2 separate regions of the Triticum aestivum genome follow, and region 2 is linked to region 1. A link is a contact called in public Hi-C data. All regions are on one chromosome and are shown on one strand. Each heading gives the region's core, a stretch centred on a gene start, on an enhancer-like site or on the middle of the called end of the contact. The rest is flanking DNA. Distances are from core to core; before and after follow the strand shown. Region 1 holds the start of LOC123122771 (vacuolar sorting protein 18). Region 2 holds the start of LOC123122773 (disease resistance protein RGA5).

Region 1 (7,579 bases), core at 4,199-6,698:
GTGAATGTCCAAACTAAGAATCTAACTGAGATGTAGTGTGCACCAATAATAGGCATACCTTTCCAGCAGTATCATTGTTGTTGCTTCATCTAATACATCTTTGCTATCACTGAGAAACGCACGGAATTCATCTACTACTGAACGATATGCCGAGCTATTGGAATTTGTTACTGTATTTGTAGTGGTGCCTGTGCCATCTTCCAACAGGAGACGATTAATCTACAGAAGTTGTGCAAAATATACCGAGTAAGCCCCAAACTCAGTTATGCAACCGAATATTGAAGCAATATTTCCAGTATCAATGCAATTTAAGTTACATTATTTTCAATGCTGGATAATGGAATCATGGGCAGTAGGTACCTTATCTAAGTACAGCTCAGTAGCCCAAGTCGAGATCATTGTTATTTGCATCTTGTCATCTTTGGTGAGGTTATCAAGCCTTCTCAATAAGAAAGTCCTGAGAGCATCCTGTCAAGTAGACAAAGTCAACGATTGCAGACATAAATTCGACAAGACATAGACAGTGTAACACTGTAAAATCTTATGAAATAGTGCACCCAAGCACAACAAAAGCTTAATGTAAGTAAAATGCACAACCTTAATGATACTATATTTGTCATGATGAATATTGGAAGTACTAAAACTACAAGATCAGGATAAATGAATAGATCTCACAGAAGTTTTTCAACAATGCATATTGATTAGTAGGAGTACTCTAGAAGGATAGTACATTCAAAAGCATGCAAAAATGTACTTAAGTTTTGAGTAAATTACCTGCTCACCTACGGATATAAACTTTAAACTGATCTCTTCAAATGATAAAATATAGTTCATCTGAAACCAAAGAACAAGTCCTCAAATGAACAAGGACAACAAAATAGCAAGAAAAGCTACTAAGGAACACAATTAACAGTATGGCTTTCACCTTTGCATAAAATGAAGCTGCTATGTAATATTCTTTTGCAGCAAATGCAGCATCAGCCTGCAAAAGAAATGGTTTTTGTATAACAGAAGGCATTGATCATCGCAATATTCCAAATAACATCCAGCATATCATCATATATAAGAAAATGATGCAGGAGCACAAAAGAATGCATGGGACGATTCTGCGAACATGCTCACATGCATCAAGATGTATGAACATCGTTTCACATTGATCTCTAGGAATACAAACATTACCTGCACTAGATAAACTTGGTCCCTCTGGAAAGGGTTAAGGCAATGGGACAAAGCAACAGCATATGCCTTCATATCCAAGTACACTTGCCACATGTCACGACCCTCATCAGACGTAGAAACCTAAATGACAAACAATATTAGTAACATTACATGACTCAAAAGCAAGTATCAGCAGAATTCCGAACCTGGAATATGGAGGTTTCATCAAATGCATAGAAAACTCCAGTTGATGCATCACTACAAAGCCCGATGATTCCTTTTGAAGATTCGGGTGTATTATCAACTACAAGCTCCTCCACAATTTGCTGACTGATTCTGTTCACTACCTAAGAAATACAGGTTATGTGATGCCTTTATAAGTACTAGGTAGTGGGGAAGATAAAAAACAATTCAAGAGAGCAAAATAAACCACACATAAAATATGCAAATCTATTTATAGAACCATCTTACCTTAATTTTGTCTTCAATCAAGAGCAGAAAATGGAACTCAGACACTGCAAATGATGATGGTTTTATGTTGGAATCTCCAAGTTTTGAATAGTCAAAGAAACCTTTGTTTTCCACAAAGTTTTCATCTCCACTCGTAGAGCTGCAGAACTAAAATTAGTAAGAATAAAAACAAATACTAAATAAATAAAGTGTTCTAAATTGAATTCCCCAATATATAGTTCAAGAATAAAGCAGTAACTAAAATATTATTATAGCAAGAAAAAGTAAAACAGCACCATAATTTTTTTGAGATGGAACAATAGGTTTTAAAAAAGTCTCATATGGACACTTGACCTTTGACCTTGCTTCTTAACATTAGGTTTAATCTTGGGTTATGACTAAGCTAGCTTGGTGCCAAAAAACTGGCTTAGTGCTTGGCTTGATATAAATAAAGGTTGAACCCTGCCCCAAAAGAACGGTTCAAGAAGCTAGCTGGAGATTATGGAATTTAAAGTTCATAGGCAAATCTAGAGTAACACAAGCATTCATTAGGCTCATCTTATAATGTTCGTTCTATTTGGAAACAGAATTTGATTTCTCACAGTTTAATGTTATTAAGCTAAACATTGATCGTTAATGTCTGTCACAATAAATGGGCACAAAGCCAATATTTTAGAAGTAACCCCAGAAAGGAATCTAATTATCCCATTTTCATGTGGACTGTCTAAGTCATATTATGTGCATTAGTAGTTCATGTTCAAAAAGTTAAGACAAATATGAGTACTAGGAGCATATCAGAAATTCATTGTTAGGTGCAATCTGGTTATACAAAGCCATGATCTAGTTCCTTTACAAATTACAAAACAGAATTAAGCTAAATATAGGAACAACATATTTCACCTGTGTTGAGCTCCAAAATTGAGTTCACCGTAATAAATTCCAGCTCCAGAAAGCCATCCAAAGTGTTTAGCCCTTCTTTGCTTGATAAAGAAGTGTAGTTCACTGGACTCCATGCAATGGATACATATGTTACAAACATAAAATTCTTATGCACAATAATAGTGTATAGAAGGCAGTCCCTTTGCTGCATCGTAAAAATAAGACCAAGTTAAACTTACCTATTAGGTATTTCTCCTGGGAGCTCCATGAAGTGAATGGCACGGTCGGTATAGCTAGCAAAAACAGTCTGGGCAACAAGGTTTATATATTAGACTATATCTTAAGAAAATGAGGGCATATACAGATCTTGCATGTCTGATTTCTTTTGGCTGAAGCAGGTCTGAAATTCAAAACCAAAATCGCAACCGAAAAACTGAAACACAACATAAAAATCTTCTGCAGAAAAATGTGTAGTATCTGCTGCTGCTAGCAGAATGACAAGGCATTCCAAGTGTACGTTCTAAATTCTGATCATGTACATTAATCTACAAGGCATACTGACTTGAAATGGCTGAGTATAAGGTATAGCATTTTCCATGTTATCGAGTCACGTACTCACGTTACTCGATGTAAACAAGATCAACAATGATTCTTTTGATTTAAACTAAGTTGTTTTTCTCACAAATAGGCTCACTATCGATAGTCAATACCAAATCGGAAGATGCAACGAATAAATTGAGAAACACTACTTACTTCCAAAGAACCAATGCCGGTGAACGAGTAAAGCCGTGTGGGTGTGACAGCCATCACATAGTATCTCGTGGCATTCCCAACCACAGCTGTCTCCATCTGTGCAACCAAATTGCTCAATAACACTCCCTCCAACACAAATGTAAGCAATGAACCATGGCGCCGGTAGCAACAATTCAAACCTGCAGGTCCTTGATGCCCTCTCGCAGCTCGGTGAGCTCGAAGAGCAACTTCACATACTTCTCCTTCTTATCAGCCTCGTCCACGGCCATCTCAAAGATCTGTCCAGCCTCGGTCCCCAGGATCACCTCCTTGGTTGACGCTGCAGCAACAAAATCACAGAGAGTAACCAATCAAGAACAGTGAAACAGCAAAGAAGACCTTCGATCATCAAAATATAGTTGGATCGATCAGCAAAAACCTTCGGTGATGGCTTGGCGATTCCAGGCGACAGCATTGACGAGGAGGCCACGGAGGCGGGGGAGTGGCTTTGGGCGCGGCCACCTGGCATGGTGGTAGTATGTCTCTGCGCCACCCGGGTGGATCACCGTGACAACACAGTGCTTGCCACCGGGGTCCAGGAAAACCCGGTGCACTGTATGGTCGCCGGAGCGGCCGCCCCCGAGGTCGATATCTGAAGGAGAGGCAACAGTTATTAGCCAAACAAAAACAGGTCTGCGAAGAGGAGAGAGGAGAGGGGTAGGGGTGGAGACTTGCCCAGGGCGTCCTCAAAGGAGAAGTCGTGGCGGACGAGCCAGCCACGGGAGGTGCCAAGGACAATGACATCACTGCCAGCGGCCATAGAGGTGACGGCCCCGTGGCCCCTCGCGGCCTGGCGCTCTAGGGGGTCGACGGAGAAGAGCTGGCCGGCGTCCATGGCAGCCGGTAGATGAGTTCGTCAGAGATTCTGGGCTCAGGGTCAGTTTTTGTCTGGGATCACTGGGCCAGTTCTTTTCAGCTGCAGATTCTGCAGAAGTGGATTCTGCAGGGCTGCCCAGGGAATCAGTTGAGTGCAGAATCCCCTGAGAAACTGCAGTCCAGTTCTTTTTAACTGCTGCATTTTGAAATTGTTGTATGAGCTGTCTGTTGAAATGTGAAATGTCTATAATACCCTCACTGAGTGTGTTGAGTAGCTAACACCGAGATATTTCGTACTGTTTTACCGAGAATATGAGCACCAAAACGATTTACAAAGATCATAAAGTGCTAAATATTACAATAAAAAAAGCTGTAAAGTTTTCTTCCCAGCAAACCAATTTACAAACAACATAGATAAATTGTTCACTGCCATACATCTTATGCGGAAAACACAAATGCTTGCAGACCCATGTGTTGTAGGTACACAGATTGCCAACGAGATTTGGAAGCATCCATGTGCTTGTACAATTATTACATGTTCTCGGACTAGTAGTTCTCTCTGTTTCTCAGAACCAGCGGCGGATCTAGGATTTAAAACAGGGTGATCCACTTAAGCAAAAATTGACAACAAATATGGCATGCCAACGTTCTAATTAATTTACCGATACCACATGGAAATAGATCAATATGGTCTTACACACATACCAAAAATCGCATAAGAGAAGCCTACATAATACAAACCCTGAGAAGTTCAAAGAAGACTACACGGCATTCTTAATTTGTTAGAGTGGCATTGTTAGAGTAACTTGTTAAGAGTGGCAAACAATCAGACACGCCATTATTATGTCACTGATCAAGTGTTCATGTGCTGGACATCAAAATTATGTGTATGTGTTCACGGGACTGTGTGTTCATGTACTGGATAGCAAGCCTGATTGTTTAGTTAACGCGATAGACTTGACTCTTCCACCTGATTGATGCAATAGACAGCAAAGAGCAAACCCTAAATCAGAACATGGGGAATGGGCAGTGCCGCAGCGGACAACTTACCTCAAGTCCTCAAACCGGGCTAAAGGCTGGCCGCCGGGCGGGGTTGCTGGTTTGCTGCCGGCCGAGTGCCGGAGTCAGCGGAGGGCGGATTGGGCGGCGGGCGCCGGCTTGCAGGGGCGCCAGGGGGGCGCGCTGGCGCCGAGCGCTGAGCGGGCGGGGCGGATCCTGGCCCTCTAGCGACGGGCGACGGCGTCCGGCGAGGCAGGCGGCGAGCAGGCGAGATCGGGAGCCGAGCAGCCGGGGTCGGAGACGAGCAGGGGCTGCCGGGCTGGTGCGTCTGTCCCGGTGTCCCTCCGTGCGCTGTTTGTTGGGCTAGCCCGCTGAGATCCGAACGAGTAAGCCACTATTTGTTGGGCTTTTTTCTCCTCTGGCCCATCTGCAATTTCCTATGGTTAGGCCGGTCTAAAATCCCAGGCTGGGCCGCAGCCCACCCTGTATACCGCCAATGGGCGGGGTGTTGGAAGCACGCGCTCATTGATTGCCCGGTGGCAAAATGTGTGTAGGCATTACTTGATGAAGAGCTTGTTGAACATATATGGTTGCTATAACTACTGATGATGCTCGGCTGTGGCTTGTCGAACTGCAAGATTCTGTTTCAGTTCAGTAGTTTATTAAGGCTATTGTTGCACTTTGATCTATTTGGTGGGTAAGGAGAAAAGCGATACAAGAACAACAATTCCAGTCGCCTCTGTCCACTTGGAGCTTTATAAAGAATTACCTACCTGATAAGAAGCAACCTGCTCCCCCCGACTATCTAAGTTAGAAGAGGGCAGGTGGATGCCACCACAAACAGGATGGGTTAAGGTTCATGTTGACGCATCGATCTCGCGTAATGGTCAATGCATGTGGTGCCATGGCAGCGGTATGCCGAGACAGCACTGGCCTGTTCCTTGGGGCGTCGGCGAGGACAGTTGATGATATGACAAACCCGGAGATTCTTGAGGCAATGGCAAGCAGCGAGGGGCTCTCTTTAGCTCTTGATCTTAATGTTCAGAAGGTGCTGATATTAACGGATTGCCTGGCTATTGTCAAACACATTAAGCAGCACTACCTGGGCACTAGTATGGTGGTGGTGGAGGAGATCAAGTCCAAGCTTTTGATGTTCATTTCTTCAGACTTAATTCATGAAACTCGTGTGTAATAAGGAAGCCCATTTACTTGCTAAAGCTGCAACTTCCTTAGCCCCGGGATGCCATCTTTGGCTAACGGAAAGACCTGACATAGTTTGTATCCCTTTATCTGTTGAGATTTAATAGAGCTGCTTTAGCCCTCAAAAAAAAAGGAAGAAGATGCCAGCCTTTCTAAAAAAAGAGAAGATGCCAGCCGTTGGATTTTAATCGAATGAGTGAGAAAATTGACTTTGTAGTCGACCCTTTTTTTAGGGCTCTGAGGTATGGCCCATAGGGATGTGATTTTTTTCATCGAATTGCGAGCTTTATTATTGAACTAAATTTTGGTTACAATATGCCATCAGGCAACTGATGAGAAACTCAGAGCTTTGATCAATCCAACTGCCGTCCCGTCCAGCATACAAGCACATTGTGCACACTGAAGGGCCAACATATTCAGTAACCGTTCGACATGATTAACCGGAAGGGAAGCAAAACTAACGGAAATCTAATTCGGCTCTTGGGAGCATATGCTCCTACTCATCAAAAATGTTTTTTTGCAAGTGACAAAAAAATGTGAGAAAAAACAGATGTGTTCATTGTCAGACCCAAATGCTACCTGCAAATTTTTAGGGGAAAAGCTTTAGCATTTTGACATGTGCAAAAATAAGTCAAACGATAAATGTTACCTCCAAATGTTGCACTTAATTTTGTTTTTTTCACTGAGGAAACAATGCTATCCCGTGTCACATGAAAATTGTCAAGCACAATTGTTTCACTAACAAGAACTTTTTAAAATTTATTTAGTATTTATTTTTAATTTACTATTCACCCGAGAGCATATGCACCTCAAAGCCAAAACAACCATCCATAAGATTAAGTATTGTCTCCTCAAATTCCCTTTATTAGGGACCAATTTCCTTAGTATAAGCGATGCAATTGAGCGAGAATTGTTGCACGAGTTCCATAGGTTGACTAACTCCAAGCAGTTCACCTCCATCATCACATGTGAGTAACCATGAAGCTGGGAAAAGATCACCCCCTCTTGAAGAGCCAAAAAGTTCAGCAATGAATGAATCTGAGACTCACCGAAGAGGCTTGCTCCAAGCCTTGAGAAACGCCAAATGAGACCGGGCTACACCTCTCGATCTTCCATGCATGGCCTCAAAATTAACCGAACCATCAGTATTGATTGTTACCCATCCTGGATCGGGTGGTCTCCAGCATTGTCCCGTCAGCGTCTTCGTTTGGTCAACCAAAAGTTTTACCAGGCATAACATTTCATGAACCCATTTAATCGCATGCACCGAATCATAACCATCATG
Region 2 (6,682 bases), core at 3,568-6,067, 140 kb after region 1:
CGGGCTGTAAATGGGCTATATGCGAACAGGCCGTTAACAGGCTTTCCGTGGGCCGGCCCGCTACCTTTTGACCAAGTCAAATGGGCCGGCCTTTTCATCGGAATGGGCCTCTGTTGGGCCGTGCCACGTGTCGACGTATCATAGGCGCCTTCTGTCCAATGAGTGGATGACATCTGTCCCAACGGTGAGCCGACACGTGGTTCCTCTGGCCATTGAGAATTTTACACATGGAAAATCCCTATTGGTCCGGGCTGTTAACGGGTTATCAGATCCAAACCGGAACCCGATAGCTTAACGGCGACCCGTTACGGTGGATGCCACGTGTCGGTTACCCTTGACGGAAGCACTTCTATGACGCGCGATTTATCGTCATGGAAGTGGACACTTCCGTGATGATAATTTTGGTAATGTCATAGAACACTTCTACGACAGCACAGGTATGACTATCTTGATTATGTCATAAAATCGTCATGGATGTACATGCATGACAGAAAACGTGACCTACTGTGACAAACACGTATCATCATGGAAGTGTATTTTTTGTAGTGTAATCTCGATCTATGCCAACTCAACAAACATCTTTGGAGATACCTGTAGAGCATCTTTATGATCACCCAGTTATGTTGTGACGTTTGATAGCACACAAGGTATTCCTCCGGTATCCGGGGGTTGCATAATCTCATAGTCGAAGGAATATGTATTTGACATGAAGAAAGCAATAATAATGAACTGAACGATCAATATGCTAAGCTAACAGATGGGTCTTGTCCATCACATCATTCTCCTAATCATGTGATCCCGTTATCGAATGACAACACATGTCAATGGTTAGGAAACCTTAACCATCTTTGATCAATGAGCTAGTCTAGTAGAGGCTTACTAGAGACACGGTATTTGTTTATGTATTCACACATGTATTTAGGTTTCCGATCAATACAATTGTAGCATGAATAATAAACCTTTATCATGAATAAGGAAATATAAAATAACAACTTTATTATTGCCTCTAGGGCATATTTCCTTCAATGAATCTGGTTAGGCCCCGCTTGGATTCAGTGTAAATTTATACACCCGGATTTAATCTACAGGTGTATTTTACCGGCCGTTGTGTTATTTTTGCCTAAATTGAAAACGACGGCTGGAGGTCTGTTTTGATTACGGGGGTATTTAGGAGCAAACCGACAATCCAAGCAGGGCCTTAGAGGTAGTACCTATATCTCTGGGAACTCCCTGAATCTGGTTGGTCGAGACAGAACTCTTGGTCTGGTGATTCAATCCGGTCCTAACCCCACTATTGTTCCCTGATGCAGCACCATCTCTCAGTCCTCCATCTCCATCCCTCCTTTCATTCAAGCTAGAATGCATGCCCTCAAAATTATTGTATCCTTCCCCATCCAGCGAGTTACAATTTCTATTTTGGTAGCTACCTCCTCTACCCCCTCTCTGCCAACTCCTATTGGGTCTAGATCGCCAATTACCTTGTTGTCCAGCCATAACGTCCAGATCAGGATCTCGCACTAGCTACTCTTCCTTCCCTTGGACCCTAGCCGACGCTTCATCCTTGCATTCTCAGGGTAGGAAAGACTCCTCCAAATCCAGGTAGGTGAGGTTAGGGATTGGGGAGGGGTTTTTATATGACCATTTTTGCCACTAGCAACCCAGACTCCACATTAGATAACTAGACCAACCCCAATCCAGTCAATTGGCCCAACTGAATTATTAAAGCTACATCATCAGGTTGATTTTTCTTTTCTAGTATCAATTGCACTTTACATATTAAAAAGTATAATACCAAAGATATTTCAATTTTCATCAAAAAATTCTTCTGAAATACTGTTAACTAGTATATTCTTCGAGTTAAATACACTACAAGTGCCCTAACTTGTCCGGCGCGGTCAGTTTGGTGCCTAAACTTGAAAAATACACAGAAGTGGTGTCGTAACTTGTGTGAGCGTTCAAATACGGTGCATCTGGAAGTAAGCCGCCGTATCGAGTGCCCGCGTGGCACGCCAACCTGTCGCTGGGCCACATGTCAGTGGTTGCTGGCGGCCTGGCGCTGGACGCGAGCTATGAGCTATGCTTGTTGTTTTTTACAGGAATGCATTTGGATTTTAATTAATTCTCAGAAAAAAATACCCCTTGGTTTTAATTAATACTCGCAAAAAAACCTGGAAGCCAGCGTACAGGGAATTCAAACATGGGACATCCTCGTCGCTTGACAATCGAGCGGACCAGGCGGCCACGGTCTGGTTTGTGCTTAATTATCAGCAAGCAGTTTATATAGATGATTGACATATGGCTCTGCATATGCTTTTACTGGAGTAATTTTATTTATTTATTCCAAGTTACTATCTTGTCTTTCTTCGAGTGAAGTGTCTGTTTAGTTTTCATGATAAATATTTTTTTCCATATGAATAAAATAAAATAATTATCAATATATAATTTTGTTTATTTTATATCTCTATTCTATTTCCATTATTGTGTACTTTGAAGAGATAAACATGAACTTTTTCTAAAATTGATTTGGAATTAAAGAGTTGAACGTATGTTAAAAACACGGTGAGCATCTTTTGAAAGACACGTTCACGTTCATGTTCATTTTTCATTTTCATATTATTTTAGAAAATGCTCACCATGTTTTTTGAAAATTTTGAATGCGTATTAAAAAAATATTGTGTAATATTATTCTTAAATTTCTACAAACACACTTAACATGTTAGTACATATCTGGAATTTATTATTGTCACACAATAAAATTTAATACACGTCGGACAGTTTTTAAAATAGAATATTGTCAATTTTAAATAATTATGCATTTTAAAAATAGAATGAAGGTACACAATAATTCTTCGTGCTTATGGTCCTCAATGAAGATGCATAAATTTACATAATAATTTTTAATATACGTTCAACTTTTTATGTCCACATAAATTTTAGCATGTTTATCTCTTCAAGGTACACAATAATGAAAATAGAGTAAAGATATAAAATAAATAATAATTTCATATTGATAATTATTTTATTTTTTCATATGGGAAAATTTATGTATCACGAAAATTAAACAGAAACTTCACTCGAAAAACATGTGCAAAGAGATACGCGGAATCGTGCATATAAGTTGCTAGCTAGCAGTTAAATGTAAACCAAAGTGTGGCCTCTTGGTCCGCTTGTTTGTTAGGCAACCTGGATGTCCGTGGTTTGAATTCCCTTCATGCCAGCTTGTGTTTATAATTTTGTGAGAATTAATTGAAGTACAAGCGCGTTCCCGTAAAAAAAAGCATGCGTCCAGCGCTTAACAATTTTTTTCCGAGAATTAACTAAAGTCCAGGGGCATTTCTGTAAAAAAATATACACGCACAACTCACAACGCGCCTGCAGCCACTGACATGTGGCCCAACGACACGCTGGCATGCCACACGGGCACTTGATACGGCGGCATACGTCTAGAGACACCGTATGTGAACGCATAGACAAGTTACGGCACCACTTTCGTGTATTTTTCAAGTTTAGGCATCGAACTGAACGCGCCGGACAAGTTAGGGCACATGTAGTGTGTTTAACTCATATTCTTCCAGCTACTATTATCCCAATTAACATTAATATCATTGTGACCCTGTTTTAATTGAATTTTATCACTATCAGTGTAATTTCCAATGCCAAAATTATCATCACCCTCAATACCCTAATAGAAATTATTTATTCTATTTAAATAAGTCGCCATGGGTATCAGAGGTTTCAAATATCCTAAATCACATTTAACCTCTATCTAATGATTAATTCCTCAACTAGATGAATCCACATAGGGGAATCACACACAAAGTCATGCATATCTCTATGATTATTTGTGTGAGAGATCTTATCAGTTTTAAGAAACAAGCTCGGACATAATCATCATCAATAATTTATTTTACTGAGCTCAGTTTGTTGAATTCAGCGACGAAGACCATTTTTTCCATTAGACATGCATCAATACGTACACGGGATAACAGCTAGGAGAAGGCAAAGGAGTCATACAAGGTTGAGGAGGTACAACACTCATCGAAATCCTTGTCGGAGACCTCCCCGGCAAGCATCCAGAAGCGATTGCCCGTCAGGGAGGCCTCGGCGTCTAGATCCGGCTTGGAGAACCGTTGTGCAGGCGTCAAGAGCGGACACCGAACGGGTCAGACGACGTGAGCAACAAGGAGCCGCCGTAGCTCCGTTGCCGCTTGCCTGGTCCCCACGAACGACCAACGTTGCCCTTGTTCTTCTTTGCCTATTTCACCACCTTCTCGTCATCGTGGATCACAATCGGCATCAGACGTGAACCAGGCGACGACAATACCATTACCACCGCCACCGCCTCCTCCACTGGTGAGGGATTTGAAAGTCGCCCACTTCCTTTGCTGTGTAGGGTTTGTTGAGTCCGCCTCCTCCGTAACCCAAAGCAGCACTTTGAGCGGGCACTTCACCTTGGCATCCGGGAACAAACGCGTTCCCTCCTCCGCATTCACCTCCTTGGACGCTGCCAACGCCTCCTGGCTCAACTCGCTCGAGGTCGCAAACCACGAGCCGATTTCACAAAAGCCGCGCTAGCTTCCCCACATCTCCTCCCGCGACCTGCACCATCGTTGCTTCCCCCGCCGCCATCGCCTCTCCCGATCGAATAGCTTGGCCGAGAAACCCGTCACGAGACGGAGTGGATCTGGTGAGGAATGAAAGGAGGGATCGGGTGAAGTGAATGCGACAAGGTACAAGTACAAGCAGTGAGAAATATATGTCAAGAAAAAACAAAGAAACAATCACACATCTCTATCGAAAAATACCTAAAGCAAAAAATCTCTCCCCAAGAAAATCGGGGCACAATCAGTTGTCAAAAGAAGAAGAAAAAACAGAGGCAGCCTACGGCAGGGGCGTCCAGCGCCTCCGGAGCCTCAACGGCGAGCGGCGGCGGTGCTCTGTTTCACTCGCCTTCACACCGCCGCGTATCCCGGTCCCTATCTTCCACCCTCCAGAGTCCAAAGGACAACTCTTTTCCTTGCCTTGCCGCGTCTCGTTGTTGACCAAGACCCAGACAGAGAGATTTGCTACGACTCGTCCCCTCCGCCCGTTTGCTCCTCTCCATCATTTTCTGCTCTGCGTGACAAGGGACGCAATCCACAAGGGATGGACGGGGGTGGCGGGATCATGGCGAGCGCCGCGACGGGGGCCATGAGCTCCCTGCTCGCCAAGCTGGCCGAGCTGCTGGGGGAGGACTGCTACCAGAACCAGATGCAGCGCGGCACGCGGCGGGAGGTGGCCTTCCTGCGGGACGAGCTGAGCAGCATGAACGCGCTCCTCGAGCGGCTGGCCGACGCCGGCGCCGCGGCGCCGCTCGACCCGCAGACCAGGGAGTGGAGGGACCAGGTGCGGGAGATGAGCTACGACGTCGAGGACTGCGTCGACGAGTACATGGGCCAGCTCCGCCGCCGCTCCGGCGGCGGCGGCGGCGGCGTGGTGGGGCTCGTCCTCGGCTACGTGGGCAGGGTGAGGGAGATGGTGTCGCGCCGCGGGATCGCGGAGCAGATCCAGGAGCTCAGGGCCCGCGTCGTCGAGGCTGGCCACCGCCGGAAGAGGTACAAGATCGATGCGGCGGCTAGCCCTAGTGGCGCCGGCGTGGTGCCGGTCGACCGCCGGCTGCCGGCGCTCTACGCGGAGTTGGGGGGCCTTGTTGGCGTCCACGGTCCGAGGGACGAGCTCGTCAGGCTGCTGGACGATGGAGAAGAGAGGATCAAGGTGGTGTCAGTTGTGGGGGCTGGAGGATTGGGCAAGACCACTCTTGCTAATCAGGTGTACCGAAACATCGGAGATCGATTCGATTGCAAATCCTTTGTTTCCTTGTCACAAAATCCTGACATTGGGATGATCTTCCGAACAATGCTCTCTCAAGTCAAAAAGGATGAACCTGAACTCACTGGATCAGGTGACATGGAGCAGCTCATCAATGAATTGAGGGATTTCCTACAGGATAAGAGGTATCTAATCCCATAGAATTACACTTAGCTGCCTTCTCATGAGTCATGAACGTTTTGATCGATTGTCTTGATGATAACAAGCTTGTGTTTTACTGTTTATTTAATCATAATTATCTACCATGTTTTAGATATTTGATCGTAATTGACGACGTATGGAGCACCCAAGCCTGGAAGATTATCAAATGTGCTTTCGGTGAGAACACTTGTGGCAGTAGAATAATCGTGACAACCAGAATTGGCACCGTCGCGAAATCATGCTCCTCCCCTGATTCTGATCTTGTATATGAACTGAAGGCACTGAGTGAGGATTACTCCAAGATGTTATTCTTCAGAAGGATTTTCGGCTCTGAAGATAAATGCCCACACCAACTCAAGGAAGTCTCAGTTGAAATTGTAAAGAAATGTGGTGGTTTACCTTTGGCAATCATCACCATGGCTAGTCTGTTAACCACCAAGTCAGATACAAGAGAAGAGTGGATGAAGGTTTGTGGTTCGATTGGTTTTGGACTCGAGAAAAACTCTGATGTGGAGGAAATGAACATGATACTGTCTTTGAGTTATAATGACCTTCCTCATCATTTAAGGACCTGCTTATTGTATATGAGTATGTTTCCTGAAGATTATGTGATCAAGAGGGATTATTTGGTAAGAAGGTGGATAGCAGAAGGGTTCATCAAGGTTTTTGGAGG

The links. Hi-C and Micro-C count contacts between places; a contact is called where the count stands out from the background.
Region 2: a Hi-C map of leaf shows a contact between it and region 1, with 4 times the contacts expected there. The contact joins the promoter of LOC123122773 here to the promoter of LOC123122771 in region 1. A contact is called at or near these places in 3 of 5 Hi-C or Micro-C datasets (all in leaf) and 1 of 1 datasets of contacts at active chromatin or transcription factors (leaf).

Annotation. Positions count from the first base shown.
Region 1 is chr5D:461,752,388-461,759,966 of IWGSC CS RefSeq v2.1, forward strand. It overlaps LOC123122771 (vacuolar sorting protein 18), which reads right to left and starts at 5,449. Exons shown (of 24, transcript XM_044543110.1): 1 at 5,146-5,449; 2 at 3,955-4,291; 3 at 3,659-3,871; 4 at 3,420-3,559; 5 at 3,241-3,336; 6 at 2,727-2,794; 7 at 2,509-2,610; 8 at 1,630-1,768; 9 at 1,365-1,505; 10 at 1,180-1,299; 11 at 926-982; 12 at 775-834; 13 at 361-468; 14 at 59-219. The coding sequence starts at 4,114.
Region 2 is chr5D:461,889,185-461,895,866 of IWGSC CS RefSeq v2.1, forward strand. It overlaps LOC123122773 (disease resistance protein RGA5), which reads left to right and starts at 4,818. Exons shown (of 2, transcript XM_044543113.1): 1 at 4,818-5,993; 2 at 6,122-6,682. The coding sequence starts at 5,146.